2 separate regions of the Mus musculus genome follow, and region 1 is linked to region 2. The links are chromatin contacts, called in public HiChIP or PLAC-seq maps. All regions are on one chromosome and are shown on one strand. The core of a region is the stretch at or near the end of the contact, and the rest is flanking DNA. Distances in the headings are between cores, read along the strand shown.

Evidence for each region. HiChIP or PLAC-seq counts read pairs in DNA pulled down with a chosen protein or histone mark.
Region 1: a contact with region 2 is called in an H3K4me3 HiChIP or PLAC-seq map of embryonic stem cells, with 16 read pairs. The contact joins the promoter of Zkscan2 here to the enhancer-like site in region 2. A contact is called at or near these places in 6 of 39 promoter capture datasets (the 3T3-L1 cell line, the C10 cell line, embryonic stem cells and 3 more), 3 of 115 datasets of contacts at active chromatin or transcription factors (all in embryonic stem cells) and 4 of 9 other capture datasets (adipose tissue, embryonic stem cells, liver and 1 more).

The regions. Positions count from the first base shown.
Region 1 is chr7:123,499,316-123,502,220 of GRCm38.p6, reverse strand. Zkscan2 (zinc finger with KRAB and SCAN domains 2) reads left to right here and starts at 1,595. Exons shown (of 7, transcript NM_001081329.2): 1 at 1,595-2,652. The coding sequence starts at 2,254.
Region 2 is chr7:123,250,010-123,253,056 of GRCm38.p6, reverse strand. Slc5a11 (solute carrier family 5 (sodium/glucose cotransporter), member 11) reads right to left here. Exons shown (of 17, transcript NM_146198.2): 8 at 2,881-2,986; 9 at 564-644. Among named protein-coding and RNA genes, the nearest start is that of Slc5a11, 37 kb to the right of the region's middle. Within about 2 kb of position 1,521, at least 5 of the 459 cell types and tissues checked have an H3K27ac peak or open chromatin away from gene starts, as enhancers often do. A contact at or near this core is called in embryonic stem cells, where this site is marked.

The DNA of each region.
Region 1 (2,905 bases), core at 346-2,845, 250 kb before region 2:
TTCACTTCTCTGCTGACAAATGTGCTCTTCTGCTCTCAAGACACAAACACTGGTGCTCAAGTAAACATAATAGTTAACTAGCAACCTTTTTAAGACAGGGCCTCGTGTGCCCAGGTTGGCCTCAAAACTTGCTTTGTAGTGAAGAACAACCCTGAACTCTTGATCCTGCTGCCTCCACCACCTCCAAAGTTCTAGGATTACAAGCATGTGCCATCACACCCAGCTCCTTCTTATCTTATACTCTCCTTCACACAGTTCATGGTAAATCTCCCTAAGTCCAACAAGCCTTCAAGTTTGTGACCTTGAGCTGCTGAGATGTGCACCTGGCTTAATACCAACAAGAGGGCCATGTACATAAAAGACCCTATTCTCATCCCATGACTCCCCATCACCTTTAGCGCTTGCACCACCCTTACTGAGGTCTCAGCGCCCTAAACTCTAAAATAGAGACAACCTCATCCTCTCTATGGGATTCTTGTGAAGGCCAGTCTTTGCTCAATCCCCACTAGAGGTCTGTCTTTTGGATCTCATCCTTAGTACTACTTCTTCCAAGAAATTCACCCAGACCTCTTACCTAAACCAAATCTTGAATGTGTTTCTCTTCTTGGAAGGATTCACCCCAGGTATACAGAACTTTATTTGTAACTACTAATGATAGGAGATCTTGTTTTGCTTATCACCTACCACCATGTCTGGTAAGAAACCAGTACTCAATAATACTATCTTTAAATGCAATTAAAACAGGCTGTGTATTGGCTCCATCTCTCCCGTGGCAGATACTAACTAGATGCACCCGCGGATTATTCCGTTCTGACCTTCCTTCAGTTTATGCCGTGCCATTTATCCTTATGGTATTCTCTATGCCGCTTCGATGCTAGAACTAGCCAAATCATGGCAAAACCTTTGAGAAATAAGTCATTGGTCTGTTTTCTAATAAGCTACCTGCCTCTGAGAATAAGAGTTGTGCTGCCCACTAACGATGCCAAGAGCCTAAAACATTGTCACAAAGTAGGCACTTACAGGACAGACATTTATGAGCCAGCAGGCTCTGAGACATCTAGCTATGAAGTTTTGCAGCAGTAGGGGAATCTAGGCCCGGTCCTATTAGGTCCCAGATAGCCCGTTGGCTACTCAGACCTCAGAGCCTTGGGTAATTAAGAGATTCCCCAAAATGAAAATAAGCCTTCTCCTGACCATACATTTGAACAGAGCTAGCCACACATCCTTCCTCAGGAGTCCTGGCTCCAACCAAGGCTCCCAGACAGTAGCAATCCATGCACAGCCAGATGCTGACTGTAATCCCTCCGCCAGTTGTCACAAAGAAGTCCCTCCACCCGCAACCCCAACACACACGCGCGCACCCCTTCCACTAAAGAAATTACTCCAGCCTCCCGCAACGTCTGCCTGGCCTGAGGCAGGACGCTAGCTCGCGTCCTGCTTCACAATCTCTGGAGGAATAGGATCAGACCTCAGCGTGTCCCTCCGCCCAGAATTTCCCTTCACCCTCATTCCTAAAGTCCCTCGGCGGCAAGTCGCGGTGCTGCGCGCTCTCGCGAGATTCCTCCACGCATGCCTTCCCGCCCCCCTCCTTGCCCGCGAGGAAGCCTCGCACGGACCCCGGTCGCGAGCGGCGCATGCGTGGCCGCGGCTCCCAGCGCCCCCCGCGCTCTGCGCTGGCGGAGCTGACAGGGCAGCGCGCCAGCCGTTCGCCGCCCCCCGCGAGGCCTAGCCTCATCCCGCAGCTTCTTCCCCTCTGGCCGAGGTTCTCGGCATCCTCGTGCGGAGGAACCCCGAGCGCTGCAGGCGCCGCTGCGAGTCCGGACATTCCTGCGCTCGCGCCCCTGGTGGGCACCTGCAGCGGCCTGGACCTGGACCAGGACCCCAGGGCTGGCCGCGCCTCGCGGACACACCCCCTCCCGATCGGCGCCTCCGCCCAGCATCAGTCCCCTGGGTCCCCTTCCAGCCTAGCTTCTAACCTAAGGTCTTTCCGACCTTGCACCTTAAAGAACCTCATGGGAGGGGGCGCATCTTGATTGGATAAGAGGCCGGGTTTGCAGACTTTGGGGTGGGTGCACATTCACCCTTTCAAGAGCCTTGTACAAATTTGATTAATCAGCCTGGAGTTCCTTGTCCCAGCTAACTGCTGTCTTTTATGTCTCTACGGTCCCATATTTCCAAGGGCATTAAGTGGAGGGCACTCGGAAGCTTCTCTGGGCCCTGACTTGGAGCTAGACCTGTTGGCCCCATTGGATCATGGCTACTGTCATGAACCCTCAGATCGACGTGGAAGTTGAGGAGTGCCTCATAATGAAAGTGGAAAAGGACTCCGAGTGGGTATCGGAGCCCATTCTGGAAAGATCAGGCAGCACTGAATGTGAGTCCTTCCGTAAATGCTTCAGGCAGTTCTGTTATGAGGATGTGACAGGACCCCATGAAGCTTTCAGTAAACTCTGGGAACTCTGCTGTCGGTGGCTGAAGCCAGAAATGCGTTCCAAGGAACAGATCCTCGAGCAGCTGGTAATCGAACAGTTTCTCACCATTCTGCCTGAGAAGATTCAGACCTGGGCGCAGAAGCAATGTCCAGAAAGCGGAGAGGAGGCGGTGGCCCTAGTAGTGCATTTGGAGAAAGAGACCAGAAGACTTCGAAAGCAGGTGAGCGAGGATTTTAAAGGGATGTGGTGGGAAAGGCAGGTGGGCAGGGCTACATTTCTGGAAGAAGAGCTCATTATAGAAATAAATGGGACTTTTAAAAGATCCGGAAACCAAATTCCCCAAAAAGCAGATTTGAAATTCATACTAAATGGAGGAGAGAATTTTGGTTGAACTATGATCTTGCAAATTAAACTAAAAGTATGGTTTGTTTGTTCTAATCCTCAGTATAATGTTTCTACCAAAACGATAGAGA
Region 2 (3,047 bases), core at 272-2,771:
TAACAGTACTCAAAGAAAGAGAGACCATCAATATGAGAGGGAGTAAGGGGAGCCATATAGGAAAGGTTGGAGGAAGGAAAGGGAGAGGAGAAGGTGACATAATTATATTTTAATTTAAAATATTTTTTAAAAGAAAATTAGTAAAACCCAGAGCTGGGGGTATGACTTGCTGGTGCCCATGTGAGAGCTGCGTTGATCTAGATTCTTGGGGGAGGGGCAGACAAGTGATTCCAGAGCTGAGCAGCCCAGCCAGTATAGGCAAACCAGTGAGCTCTGGGCTCAATGAGAGACTGAGGTCTCAAAACATTAAGGTGGAACAGGTTAACTAACTGAAGAAGAAACCTGAAATTGCACACGCACTCACAAACATACAGGTGATCTCCTGCCTCCACTCCCCCTCCCACCTCTCTATCGAGCACACACACACACACACACACACACACACACACACACACACACACACATGCACACACGGGAATAGGAAGGAGCAGGTAGGAACTAAATATGCTTCTTGATCTCTGCGTTTGCTTATCACAGTGATGAAAAGAGAGTTCCCCACTTACTGTAGCCCATGAGGATGAAGGCTCCTATAAGCATGATAACAGTCTGCAGAGCATCTGTATAGATCACAGCGGCCAGACCTCCTGTAGGGAAGAGCAGAGGTTAGGGTCAAGCACTCCCACAGGACCCAGAGTAACCCTCTGGTCCCTCTGTGCGGCGAACATTTCACAGTGTTGCTTCAGCTTCAGCTCCCAGTGACTTGCAGTGATCAAAAGAATAGGGTGGATGTGCTTGCATGGGACTCCACATCTTCCCTCTAGGAACCCTGGGACTTTGTTGCCCTGAGAACAGCACTCTTTAAGAGACCTCAGGTGGACTGGAGAGATGGTTCAGCAGTTAAGAGCACTGACTGCTCTTCCAAAGGTCATGAGTTCAAATCCCAGCAACCACATGGTGGCTCGCAATCACCCATAATGAGATCTCTTTGGGTGTGTCTGAAGACAGCTACAGTGTACTTAAATATAATAAATAAATAAACCTTTAAAAAAAGGTTTTAAGAAGGTACCACACCAGAGAACAAAATGCTGGGCAATTAGGGAAACATGTAGAAACATGTAGAAGGGTGTGGCATCCTTAACGTCCCCTTCCTGAGCATCAGTAATGGAGCCTTCTCCCGAGTGATGGGAGACCTGGCTTACAATCCCACCCAAACTCTCTGCTGTTCTCTCAAGTGAGGCAGAAGTCACGAGAGCTCATAGTTTAGTGCTCTGAGTCCATCTTGTTTCTATACCACAGTTTAGTACCCACTGAGCCCTTCTTTTTTCCATACTGAGGCATACCATTCTATTTCAATTGGTCACTGAATATCTGGTGACACCAGGCTCTGGGTGCCTACCAAGAGGCAAGTTCCTGCCCTTATAGAAACTCTAGCCAAACAGAGGAGACAGTCTCCTTCATTCAAGGAACTCAGAGATGAACTGGCCGGGACAAGGACGACGAAATAAACATGACAATTAGCTCACTCCCCTCCAGCTCTGAGCACGTGGCTTCCAGTAGTCTCTCTGCATTAGGGGCCTCTGTGTGCATCGAGTTGTGTCCCCTTCCTCTCTGAGTAGGGTGGTGTTCTGTGACACTTGGAGCAAGTTTTTCTTTCTTTTTCCTCCAGAGTACTAGTCCCTTCCCTGCCTCCTAGCCAGCTCCTCAGAGCGGCTGCAGTCATGTTCTGAGGCAAGCCTTCGAATAGCAGCCCTGAAGCTCAGTGGATAGGGCACATTGTCATTGTCACTGACGCTCTAGCTATTCTGTGGAGGGGGGATGTGTGCTCTCATCCCACAGGCTCTACAGTTGTCCTCCTCTCTGCTCAGGACTCTCCACACTTCTCATGTCATTTAAATTTGGTTGTGAGAGCCCCTTTGAGAGCCCTTGACTGAGTATCCTATGTTTTTAAAAGAGACCTCCCTTTTAAAAGCTCCTTTAAAAGAGCTTCCCCAGCTCCTTAGTCACCCTTGATAGCATTTATCAATATACTCTGAGATTGACAATTGAGTTCTTTGTTCATGATTTGTTTCTTCATAGCCACTAGAAGTTCTGTGTGTGTGTGTGTGTATGTGTGTAGTGTGTGTGTGTGTGTGTGTGTGTGTGTGTGTGTGTGTGTGTGTGTAAAAGTTTTGGGTTATGTTGTTAATTTGGTTTCAGTAGTTTTCTCTTGGTATGGGGGAGGTGTTCTGGAGAGACAGGATCTCTGTATAGCCCAGGCTGGTCTTGAACTCCTGCCCCAGACCCCCAAGTTCTGGAATTATAGGCCTGAGCCAACACAACCAGCTTTATAATAGAGACTTTTGTTTCACAGGTCTATTTCTATACCAGTTTTCTATGGCAAACGGCACACAGGTGATTGACACAACACACGTGAGTATGTGTATGTGCGCATACATTTGTGGAATGAATTGCACCAAGAGAAGGCAGACAAGGGTGAAGCCAGAGTAGATAAACAGGTGACTAGTCAAAACACAGCTATTTGAAAGCCTCCTATTTGAGCACAAATTTAAAAGGAAAATATAGAGCTGTCTAAACTTAGGGCCTTAAACTTAGGATCCTTGTGCCTCAGCCTCCTGGGTGTTGGGATGACAGACTTGATCCCATCTGCCTTATCTGGCTTATCTGTGGTGCATTTAAATAATCCCTCATCTTATTGAATAGCCTTCTTCCCTTTGCATAATGATTTTTAAAATGTGATTATTCAGGACAGTGGAGTGAGTGTGAGATTTAGTAAGTAAATGGCCTTAGCCATGGTGTGTCACAGAAGGTGTATCAGGAATAAGTGGGTGGCCCACAGCCCTGCCTACCAACTCTCTAAGTATCACCCATGCCCCATGATACCTGCAACAGTGTACAGAGCTGTGATTGCCAGCAGCCCTACTATGGCCAGGTACAGATCCAGATGCAAGGACTGCTGAATGAAGATGGCCCCTGCATACATGTCGACCTGTAGGATGGGAAGTTGAAGAGTTTATGGATAGGTAGATGGACTAGGGAGTAGGGGGGTA